Regions from separate parts of the Mus musculus genome. Here regions 1 and 2 are each linked to region 3. A link is a contact called in public HiChIP or PLAC-seq data. All regions are on one chromosome and are shown on one strand. Each heading gives the region's core, a stretch centred on a gene start, on an enhancer-like site or on the middle of the called end of the contact. The rest is flanking DNA. Distances are from core to core; before and after follow the strand shown. Region 1 overlaps Macf1 (microtubule-actin crosslinking factor 1). Region 2 overlaps Macf1 (microtubule-actin crosslinking factor 1). Region 3 holds the start of D830031N03Rik (RIKEN cDNA D830031N03 gene).

Region 1 (3,556 bases), core at 78-2,577, 210 kb after region 3:
AATCTAATTTTTTAATACTAATTCTTGTTGAGTTTTCTAATTTATTTATTGAAAGCTTGCTTATTCATTTATTAGTTCTTAATCTCTTGCCTTATAAGGAAAGTCAAGTCTACAGAAACGATTTACTTATTCCCTAAGATCCAGGTTCCTAGCTAGCTTATTCTTCTAGTCCTGTACGGAGAGAAGAGGCTTGCATCATCTCACTGATGCTACAAATAAACCAGACGGTGTCACCTAAAAGTACTTTTGTCTCTTAATAGCCAATTCACTAGCTTCTTAACCTTGTTCTAAAAAGACAATGAGTGTGTGATTTCAAAAGGAAACTTCTAATATTAAAGTGTACTGACAAGACAAGAATTCAAGAGTTGGGTGGCCATCTAGATAAGCACCTGGAATCTGGCCCCCATCAGCCTAGCCTGCCTTTCCATTTGAATGGAGACAGGCCCTGGTGTGTGTGATGGAAAAAGAAACTCCCAATGTTTGTTTAATGTAACTCTAGTTCAACCTTCGCTTTGGCCACCGCCTTCCAATGCTCACAAACACTTAATTGTCCCTGAAAAGTAGGTCAGTGCCTCCTGGAACAAGCTGGAAGGAGAGCTAAGTCTCAGCCCATGATTCGAAGAGCTGAAGAGGCCCGATCTGTGTCTAGGAGACCAAAACCAACAGTGCAGTATGCCAAGAACTCTCCAGGTGCTCCAGGTGGCAACCTGGCTACTGCCATTCCGAGCCATTCCTAGGTGGTGACTCAGCAGCCTGGGAGAGAAGATGATGCCCAGAAAAAGCAGCTGGTGCTCATGTGAGTCTAAGAAATACTTGCTCTGCTCTGGTGCCTCACAAGGTATCCCTAATCATCTCTGAGTGAAAGGTGAACAGTCACAATGCAGAGTTCTTTCCATCCCTGTTTCTATGGCTCCTTCTGTAGAATACCTAGCATTGCTTGGCCATAAATGGAGTGACATGAACATCTTCCTACTTCTTCCCCCCAAATATTTTATTCAGGGCATCCAAAAATAAACACTGCCATGAGCTAGAGGTACATTCCTAAGCACTTTAAGTGGTCATTTGAGGATGAAAGGGTTAAAGTCTGGGTACAGGATACATCTTGTCCTAGGCTCAAATACCCATCCATGGTCTCCCCTAACCTTCTAACTGTCTTACTCACTAAATATAGATCATCTTTCCAAAGTCAAAAAAGGGGGACCCAGAAGAGGCGACAGAGAGATGGCAGTCTGGGAAACAGCTACCAGAAGGTCAGCTGTCCAGCTGGCTCTGGAATCTGAAAACTTCCAAACCTAACAACTGCCTTTCTCAGCAAGAATCAAAAGTATGTGCAGCAGCTGTGGAGGATAAAGGCCGCTTGCTGAGCCAGCCCCAGAAGCTAGCAGCAAACCATTTCCTTAGCCATTGTTCTCCAAAAGAAGCGAACGCTGCCAGCCACCTTAAAACCAGATACCAGAGCTAAATCTGCTGAGAGGAAGAGAAAGTTATCTCTCTGACAAACTGTGTGCCGGCACCTTGCTTTCTTGGAATTTCTCTGATAGTAAAACTCAAACCACTGACAACCCCACCTTTCTCAGCTCCCGCATGCCAGCATCTCTAGCCCCACTCACCCCTTCTCCTCCTCCTCCTCCTCCTCGTCTCACTGCCTTCCTGGTGCTCCACTGCACACCTGACCAGTCAGAATTGTACCATCTGACACCTGGATTCACAGTTTTACTCCTTATTAGTCTAAGAACTAGACCCTAAAGTTTACAAAACAAAGAACATATCTCATCACTGTTGTAGGAAAGAAAGGTCCCATACTTCAAGCACTTTACACATACTATTTCATTCGATCTTAAGAATCCTACAATGTAGATACTATCAGCAAAACATTCTACAGATGAACACCAAAGTACATGAATACTCAAGTATTTGCCCAAGTGCAGTTAGTAAGTAGCAAGGCCGAGACTCCAACCTGGACAGCCTGACTCCCATCTAACCTCAGCAACCCTCTATACCATTGGCTGCCTCATCTTAAGGTCAGTACTCTACAGCAGTGGTCCCCATCTTAAGCTCAGTACTCTACAGCAGTGGTCCCCAATTAGCAGCACCAGCAACTCTGGAAACTCAAAACAGACGCAAATTCTCAAGCCCCACCCGTGATTCGGTGCACAATGAGCCAGAACCAGGGTGGGACCCAGCAATCTTTTTAACAAGCCCTCCAGGTAGTTCTGATGCTGGTTCAAGGTGAAGAGCAACAGGGGCGGAGTCACACATTACACCGCTTTGGCTTGTCTGTATTTGAGCCACACCCAATACCAAAGAAGAGTCTAGGAAGAAGTTAATGCAAAAGCCTCCTGAGCAACTGACCACAGCAGAATGGTTAAGAGTCCATGTAAATGGTATGTAGATCTGCTGCCAGTCAGCTGTGTATCTTTGGGCATGTCACTATGTCTTTCTGATCTTCTATTTCATCAAGTATGAAATGGAGCTAAAAATGGAAACTAAAAGCAACACTATCATCAGCTGCCTAGTGGCCTGGACTGTAATCAACCACTACTTAGGAGGCTGGCACAGGAAGATTACAAAGTCAAGGCCTGCCTTGGCCACATAGCAAGTTCCAGGCCAGCCAGGGGTACACGATGAGATTCTGTCTTTAAATAAATAAATAAATAGTTTAAGGGGGTAAGGATATAGGAATATGGCTCAGTGACAGAGTACCTACCCAGCAGTGTGTGACCCTAGGTTCAATAATCACTAATAATGAAAAAAAAAAAAATCAAAGTCAGAACTGAGGATGTTCAATCAAAGTCAGAACTGAGGATGTTCAGTGACAGACAATTTGCCAAGATGACAGGCACCAAAGGAAATATAAAGCATTTGGTAAGTCATGATTGAAACTGAATAAATGGCACAGAAGTCTAAGTACTGCATGTCTGTGTGTTAGACACTGCACTAGGCACAGGCATTCACTGTCTGACATTCACATTTCTCACAAATGTTTACTGAGATATTGTACTATGCAAATAACATATTATAGCCTCTTTAAGGGCACTGAAAAGTAGGTCAGCATAGCACACAATAACTGCACATAATAGCAAATGATAAGGATCATAAAATGGAGCCGGGCATGGTGGTGCACTCCTTTAATCCCAGCACTTGGGAGGCAGAGGCAGGTGGATTTCTGAGTTCAAGGCCAGCCTGGTCTACAGAGTGAGTTCCAGGACAAGCCAGGACTGCACAGAGAAACCCTGTCTCAAAAAAACCAAAAAAAAAAAAAAAAAAAAAAAAAAAAAAAAAAGAATCATAAAATGGCTGGGAATGGAGGCAAACATCTTTAATTGCAGCACTGGGGAGGCAGAGGCAAAAAGATCCCCAAATTTGAGGCCAGCCTGGTCTAAATAGTGAGTCCCAGGACAGCTGGGGATACACAGAGAGACTCTGTCCAAAAAAAAGAAAAAGAAAGTGTTTGGTTGGAAAAAATGTGGCATATTTTTGTTGTTTTACTTGTTTTTGAAAGAGGGTCTCAACAGAAAGTGGTGGCACATGCCTTTAATTCCAGCATTCAAGAGAC
Region 2 (3,861 bases), core at 625-3,124, 130 kb after region 3:
GAGATTACTGACCAAGGCCAGAGTATCTCATGCAGTGAGTTTGCAAACAACACTCAATTTCGAAAACAATTGACACGTGCTTAGTGAAAAACCAGAGGCTAGAAGTGGAGAGAAAATACCGTTAGTCTATATTGTGGAATCGTGAGCAATTAATTTTCATGCTGTCAGCTAACCCTTCCACAGTTCAGCAGTCAGAATCAGACAATACAACAAGGCCAGCAGAAAGCCATAGGTCTCCAGGTCACAAGGACTTGATACTCCCATGTACTATGATTGGTTTTGTGCCAACCATTCTCAGATAAGCAAAATAATTGCCACTTCAGGATCATCTAACAGTAGCAATAGGCACAATTAATTTTAACCACTTTCTTTGGGACCCATATTCCCTGGTGGAAGGAGAAGCCAACTGGTGACCAAGTTACTTGGAGACCTTGAGAAGTCTGGCCTCTCTGATGGCCCTGAAGTGCCAGCTGGGATGCTAGCATCCCCAAAAGACCTACTACATCATCATCATCTTCCTCTTCCTGATCCTCGCTGTTTGCATGACGCCAGGAGGGCATGCTCACGAGACGAAGGGTCTTCAGCCCTGCTGGCTCCTTTGGCCACCAACCAAAAAAAACACAATAGAGGAACAGAAAAGAAAGCACACATACACGCATACACACACACAAAGGAGAAATGAATAAATGTTTTTTATCTAAAAATGAAAAAACCTCCCGCCTCCAAAAGAAAGAAAAAAAGTCAGATCAACAGCAGAGCAGAGGACACTGAACACTTCTTCTTTTGAGAACATCTTCAATTCTTCATGTCTACCCATCCTACATTTGTAATTCTGTTATGGTTGGAACTATGACAAGAACAACTCTGAAAGACATCAGATGCTTTCTGGTGAAAAGATAATATGAGCATCTCCATAAACACCCACGTCTTCAAAGGTTAAGAAGAACAGTTAAATGGGAACACCTTTACCCTGCATGGTACACAGTATCATCAGAAAGAATGACTTTCCAATGTGAAAACCACTGTTGACACACCTATCAACTGTAGGAGATGCACTGAATGAGTGCTGAAGAATAACGTCCAGCAGAGAAGATTGGAATTCTGATATCTTACTAGATCAATAAATGAAGGCCAGTCAGTGGTTCAAAGCACTGGCTGCTCTTCCAGAGGTCCTGAGTTCAATTCCCAGCACCTACATGATGGCTCACAACCATATGTAAAGATCCGATGCCCTCTTCTGACACACAGGTACACATGCACATAGAGTACTCCATAAAATATATAAATAAATCTTTAAAATAATCTTAAAAAAAATAATAAAATGAATGAAGGCCAGACGAGAAACAGGAATTACACATACTAGCTATGCTAACAAAGGCTTATGGCAATTCTGTTTGTTGTTGTTTTTGTTTTGTTTGGTTTGGTTTTTTTTGAGACAGGGTTTCTCTGTGTAGCCCTGGCTGTCCTGGAACTCACTGTAGACCAGACTGGCCTCGAACTCAGAAATTTGCCTGCCTCTGCCTCCCAAGTGCTGGGATCAAAGGTGTGCGCCACCACACCCAGCACTTGTGACAATTCTGACCACTAAAAAATACATATGAATAACTGTACTACTAAGAGTTTTTTGTTTTTAAAGTAAACCCAAAACAAAGGGCTCAGGAAGCTAAGCCCCAATCCTAGAAGGAGTTGAACATCACATAAACAATGAAATCTAGTGTGCCAAAGAAACTATTCTTTAACACAACAAACAATGACTAAGAATCCACCAGAAGCATTGAGTGGGCTAAGATTTAGAGTGCTTGCACTGTGTGCCTCTGCAGATCTCCCCCCCACACACCCATGCTTCTAATACTCAAGCATGGATGTTTCCAATGAAAACTGCACTGCCTATAGCATCTGAAAGAAAGACACTGAACCACACACAAAGAACACTTGCTTCCATTGTGCTTAGATATTTGAAACAATGGCCAAAGGAATGTTATTTTAATCCCTTAAACAAAGCAAGTGTGAGAGGTATTCTTTGAAGGGTCAGGGGTCTCAGCCAGGATTCTCTGTAGGAAAGGGCTTCCCACAAGCACTGGGACAGGCCAGCATATGTAAGGAGACTGTGTGTAAACACTGCTTTATGAGGACAGGCTCGCTCAGACCAAGCCAGAATTTTTCCACATTTGTGGGACTCAACAAATCATGGAGGAAAGTAGGAGAAACTCCAAACACCTGGGTTCTTAAAAACTTCAAATGCTTAGCTAAACACAGAAAATTAGGAGAAAAAGACAAAAACATAATAGAGAAAAGGGAAGTCTATACAAACTAGAAAAAAAACCTATACAAAGAAAAATGCAATTTATTCCCCCAAAAACTTTTAAACATGAATATAATGTTTCTGAAAGATTAGTATCTAGAGAGAGATGAGGAATGACTAAGAAGGTGTCCGGAGGTACAAAATAAAAGTATTTCTGATTTTATCAAGGCATGAGACCTAAAGCTGGAGACATAATTTAATTACACAATGCCTTCTAACAGGTGTGAAGTCTCAAGTTAAATCCTTAGGACTTGGGTACAGAGACCTCACATGACAATACATAATGTATAAATTGAGATGATGTCACCTGTAAACTATATGCCTGAGTGAGAAACAAAGTGTTATCAATAACTCATCTACTTCTCTCTCCCGCCCAATGGAGCAAGCACTAAACTACTGCTACAGGAAGCCTTGCTTACAGGACTCTCGTTAGAAGAAAGAAGCTCACCAGTTTGATGCCTGAGAGGACCTCTAACAGGGAGATCAGGTTGTGTCCATCCCGAAGGTCTTCATAGAGATCATTGATGTGCTTGCGGACCTGTAAAGAAAATATGACAAGACAGTCATTACCTAATCTAGAATCATTTGATCATCCTCCAGAGGATGTCTAGTTCGAGATAAATCTATGAATTAAAAAATGTGAATCAAGAAGCAATAATAAGGGCTGGAGAGATGGCTCAGTGGTTAAGAGCACTGACTACTCTTCCAGAGGTCCTGAGTTCAATTCCCAGCAACCACATGGTGGCTCACAACCATCTGCAATGGGGTCTGATGCCCTCCTCTGGTATGTCTGAAGAAAGCAATGGTGTACATATACATAAAATAAATAAATAAATCATTTTAAAAAATATGTCCAAACCATATTTTAAAAAAGAAGAAGAAGAAGCAGCAATAATAAAACTCAGGAATTTCCAAGTCCAAGTAAAATCCATATGGAATCAACAGTGTTTTTAATTGCACCATATGTGCTTTCTACACTAAAGCCAGGTTGACTGTATACTAAACAACACTGAGCAATATTCTAGAAAGTCTGGAAAAGAAGATGGGGACTCATCTATCCTAAAAACATTTCAAGAATGACTATGGAGTAAAATGTGATTGGTGGAGAGCTAAGATGGCCAGATGAGTTCACTCAGTGTCAGAAAATCCTTCCAGGGCACTGGGCACTAGGCAAGGGCAAGGCAGCCAACATTTCACTCAATGTACTTCAATTTGACCCTTCTCTTCCATGATCTGATAATGAATTAGAATTATCTTTAATTGTTAAATTATTCTAATTGAAATAAATTCAATTTTATAACTTAACTATGATAAAAACAAATCTCACTTTGGCAAATATGGTTGACGTCAAACATAGTGGATACTAAACGCTTTATATTTTATCTCATATATCACTCATATCTGTGAAAAATGCTCTTGTTGTTTCTGTTTTGTACATGAGGACTTAGTACTGCTAAAGGTCACAAAGGGGAAGTCTTGGCTTCAGCCTGGTCTTTCTGGTCTTCCCCGGTAAGCACTAGGCTGTATGCTCAGTCACCATCTTGTTTTCTTTACTTAAT
Region 3 (3,675 bases), core at 901-3,400:
GACTCTGTTTTTTCTCTCAGGCTAGGTGTTATAAGCATATGCAATTCTGGATCCAACAGCTCTTCACTCAAGCAAGGAGAGAGAGGTGGTAGTTCCACTGCACAGGCAGTGTCCCCAAGGGGATACTGCTTCTCACTGAAGCCTCCCTTGGAGGAACTTTTCATGGCCCTGGGCCAGGTTGCACTTGAGAATCTGTGCTCCTGCATTTCATCTGTGTTACCACTTGCTGCTGCAGCTTCTGAGCCCAGAGGCTGGAATTCATGGGGAGAGCTCTCACTGTGCTGTTGGAATTTGAAGTCCTGGCAGTCTCTCAAATTTTTTACATTTTGCACTTCTGGAATATCTACAGATTTGGACATGTGTTCCAAAGTAACGGACTCAGACTGAGGTTCCCTGTGGTCAAAGTGACCAGAACTTTCTGTCAATGCAGAACTGGATTCTTTTTTCTCTTGCAAGGAAGGATTTGAAGCTCCAGCTTCTGATACTTCACTGAGAGAAGCCTCCATCCTTTCTGCAAATTCTGGGAAGTTGGGTGGCATGAAGGACTTCCACGATCTCCTGTTAACATTATCTTTGCGTTCTGCATTTGGCCGACGTCTGGGTGGCACGGGTGCTGACTTCTGCACATCACTGCTTAGCTTTAATGCATCAAATATTATCCTCTCATCCAGCTTCTTGCCTTCTGGTCCTCTAGCTTCAAAAACATTAGATGATGCTCCTAATGTACCATTGCTGGATATGGTACTTCCTTCCATCTTCTCCATGGTGCTTTTTGACGTCTGATTAAGTTTTGACCCCTGGTCAATCTGTTCATTTATCCTCATTGTATCGTATATAGACCGCTGTGGAACATAGCAATCTTCTATATAGCCATCCTCATCTTCCCCTTTACCCAGGCAGGTAGGGTTCCGCCTTAAACAGTCTGGCCTGCTAAGTGGCTTACCCATACTTTTTCAATAAAGATGAACCATCAATCTTTCAAAAGTTTTTTTTCCCCGCCACGGGTTCTCTCAAAATACATTCTACATGAATTGTAAGTCCTCTTACATGTTTATACTCCAAACCACCAATTGCATCTGCCTTTCAGAAAGATCTGGAAGTTCCCAATTTGAAACCATTTTGGGAGAAACTCTAATAAGACAAACAGGTTTTCCCTCACAGGCTAGCAGCCTCATAACTGCAGAAAGACAAATGATATTATTTAATCAATAAACATAAAACAAATACTTGTATGGCTTCTGGTTTTACTTTTCTAAAGCCCTTTCAAATTCAGTCAGCAAAAAAATCGTTTGATATTGACAAGTCTTATTCAATATCTAGTTTCACTCGATTCGCACCAAAGCTGAGTTGGAAGCAGAAAATGTATACCAACTATGTCCTTTATAACAATGGCACACCCTCTCTAGCCTTCAAGTATGGTCCAAGCTCCTAAGAATTCCTTTCATTTTATCCTGTGTTCAGCCCTAAAGAGTCCAGCTGGTCTGAATTAGCCATTCGTCCTCTCTAGTTGGGTGTTTGCATTTGAACAGGGCTGGTCAGCGGATATTCCTGCAACTTTAAACACAGGAAGTCCTTCATTCGGGGCCAGCTTGGGGCTTCCTGTCTCCAAAACATCATGGCATTGTTGTGGCTTCCAAGCCAACACTGTATCGTGGCCGCAAAACAAGGCGAGTGGAGGCCCACGCTGGGCCTTTCAGAAGGCGGGCAGGCTGCGGCAGCGGCCAAGAGGCAGTCTGGACTCACTTAGCACCGCCCGCAAACCCGCGCCATGCCTCGCGCCCCGGAGGGCCAGGGTCGCCTCACCGCAACCTTGCAGGTGGCTCCCGGCGGGCCGGCCTTGGGTCTAGCGCTCAGGAAGTTAGTTTGTCCCTCCGGCAGCAGTAAGTCCCGTGTCCTGTGGGCGCCGCCTCCCCGGCCACTGCAGGTCCCCGGCCCCCAGCCGCCGCGTCGTGGGCTGCATGACAAGCAGTCGCCTCTTTTCTCCACCACGCCGCCGGCCCTGCAGCCGTCCTCCCCGCCCGCAGCTGTCACGGTCCCGGCATGCAAACTTCTGGCCGGGAACAAAAGGCTCCGCTCCGGCCGCACGAGGGGGGCGAGCCCGCCTCTCTCACGCCGCGCGGCCCGCTCACACGCCGCTGGCTGGAAGTGCTCGGGTGGCGGGCGGATCTCCTCCCCCTTCTAGCCCCGCCACAGCCGCTGCCCCGCCCGGGCAGCCCCCTTGGAAGCCCGGGAGCGCGCGGCGCCGACTGCTAGGGAGGAGGACGGGGGCGGGGCCTATAGGGAGCCCCGCCGGGAGGGGAGGGGGCGGAGGCAAGGATTGGAGGCCAAGGCGGCGAGGGAGGGGCTTCCCGGGGTTGGGGCGAGGGACTCCAGCTCATCCCGCACCCCCTCTAGCTCACTCCCTCCTCACCCACGGGAGTAATAGTGTCCCCGCCTGCGAGGGTGAGAGGAGAGGGGCAGTCCTGGTCATGCCGGGCAAATCCCCTGACAAAGGAAAGCCCCGCCCTCACAACGCTGGCCCGGCCCCTCCGCCCCCGCTTCTTTCCAACCGGCGGGATGGGAGCCCAGCCCAAGGGCGAACCCAGAAGGGGCGCCCCCGCCGCCCCCACTACCAGCCGGTAGTGGCTAGGGCCACTCGGGGGCCCCATCTGCCGGTAGAGACGTACGGGCTGGGGTGGGCGGTCTGCACTATCCTAGGCTCCAGCTTTGCCGCCAACGACTATCCCTGTATTTTTCCAATGTCACCTCTGGCGCTGACCAAAGAACAGGCTAGCCTTAAACACAGTCTTTTCTTGGCATGCCAAGGAATTAAGTTAGACTCAGGAACCAAGTTATTGGATAAACTCTAGGCACAGTTTCCCTTCTCAAGTATGTCAGATCTTGGCCCATTTCGCCACCTGGATTTCTCTGCTCAGACTTCAGCGGTCTTAATGACCGGAAAATGGGGTGCGGGTTGCAGGGCAGTGGAGACTCTAGCAGGAACAGCCCATGACCAACACCTGGATTGGCTATAACCGCTGTGCACGTCCAAGGAAATCTGAGCCTCTGAAGGGCTAGATGAAAAGCATGAGTTCATATTTCAAGTCTCAAGAATGAAAATATTAGAGAAATGTGTTACACAATCCTGCAAACTACGTTCTGGATTTTAGGAAAGCTATCTAGAGACCCTGTAATTGTTAAGAAAAGTACAAAGCAACCCAGAAGACTGCCTGCCAGAGGTAGCTTGCATCTCTTTGAGGTGTAATACTTGACTCCCTTTATGATGGTCCCTCGGATTTCATGAGGATGAAAAAGGTCAGTTAAAATGTACAAAGTCCTGTTGGCCCAAGTAGTTAATATAGATGATAAAACTTATGAGAAAGTTATTTCTACTCTTCACACAAACAGTAAATAAAACGAGTCACTGGTGTGTGGAGATTTGGCAGTGAAGCTTGGAGCTAAGCCTTAAACTTACTTGAGGAGCCAGAAACTCCTTGGCAAAAATGAGGTACAGGCTGAAGCCCATGATCAGATTAGTCAAGTAAAAGACAACTTTGCTTGGCAAAATGTTTTATACTTCATTTCTCACTCCTAAAGAAGCTGATCAATTCTACCCACTCAAATACAAAGACTTTCCATCTGTAAACAGGAGAGAATACTTAAACATTGTATCATCTTATTCTAGATACCCTAGTC

The links. HiChIP or PLAC-seq counts read pairs in DNA pulled down with a chosen protein or histone mark.
Region 1: a contact with region 3 is called in an H3K27ac HiChIP or PLAC-seq map of extraembryonic endoderm stem cells. The contact joins the enhancer-like site here to the promoter of D830031N03Rik in region 3. A contact is called at or near these places in 5 of 484 Hi-C or Micro-C datasets (the Patski cell line, differentiating spermatogonia, embryonic fibroblasts and 2 more), 3 of 115 datasets of contacts at active chromatin or transcription factors (embryonic stem cells and extraembryonic endoderm stem cells) and 2 of 9 other capture datasets (adipose tissue and liver).
Region 2: a contact with region 3 is called in an H3K27ac HiChIP or PLAC-seq map of extraembryonic endoderm stem cells. The contact joins the enhancer-like site here to the promoter of D830031N03Rik in region 3. A contact is called at or near these places in 1 of 15 datasets of contacts at CTCF or cohesin (the NIH/3T3 cell line), 1 of 484 Hi-C or Micro-C datasets (the G1E-ER4 cell line), 3 of 115 datasets of contacts at active chromatin or transcription factors (embryonic stem cells, extraembryonic endoderm stem cells and trophoblast stem cells) and 3 of 9 other capture datasets (adipose tissue, liver and pancreatic islet).

What each region holds. Positions count from the first base shown.
Region 1 is chr4:123,623,319-123,626,874 of GRCm38.p6, forward strand. The region is part of intron 1 of Macf1 (microtubule-actin crosslinking factor 1); the gene reads right to left. Among named protein-coding and RNA genes, the nearest start is that of Mir6398, 8.7 kb to the left of the region's middle. Within about 2 kb of position 1,328, at least 96 of the 459 cell types and tissues checked have an H3K27ac peak or open chromatin away from gene starts, as enhancers often do. A contact at or near this core is called in adipose tissue, embryonic stem cells, extraembryonic endoderm stem cells and 1 more, where this site is marked.
Region 2 is chr4:123,541,992-123,545,852 of GRCm38.p6, forward strand. It overlaps Macf1 (microtubule-actin crosslinking factor 1), which reads right to left. Exons shown (of 98, transcript NM_001199136.1): 3 at 2,751-2,840. Among named protein-coding and RNA genes, the nearest start is that of Gm31156, 8.2 kb to the right of the region's middle. Within about 2 kb of position 1,875, at least 20 of the 459 cell types and tissues checked have an H3K27ac peak or open chromatin away from gene starts, as enhancers often do. A contact at or near this core is called in embryonic stem cells and extraembryonic endoderm stem cells, where this site is marked.
Region 3 is chr4:123,409,761-123,413,435 of GRCm38.p6, forward strand. It overlaps D830031N03Rik (RIKEN cDNA D830031N03 gene), which reads right to left and starts at 2,151. Exons shown (of 1, transcript NM_001167918.1): 1 at 1-2,151. The coding sequence starts at 947. All of the region lies in intron 57 of Macf1 (microtubule-actin crosslinking factor 1), which reads right to left.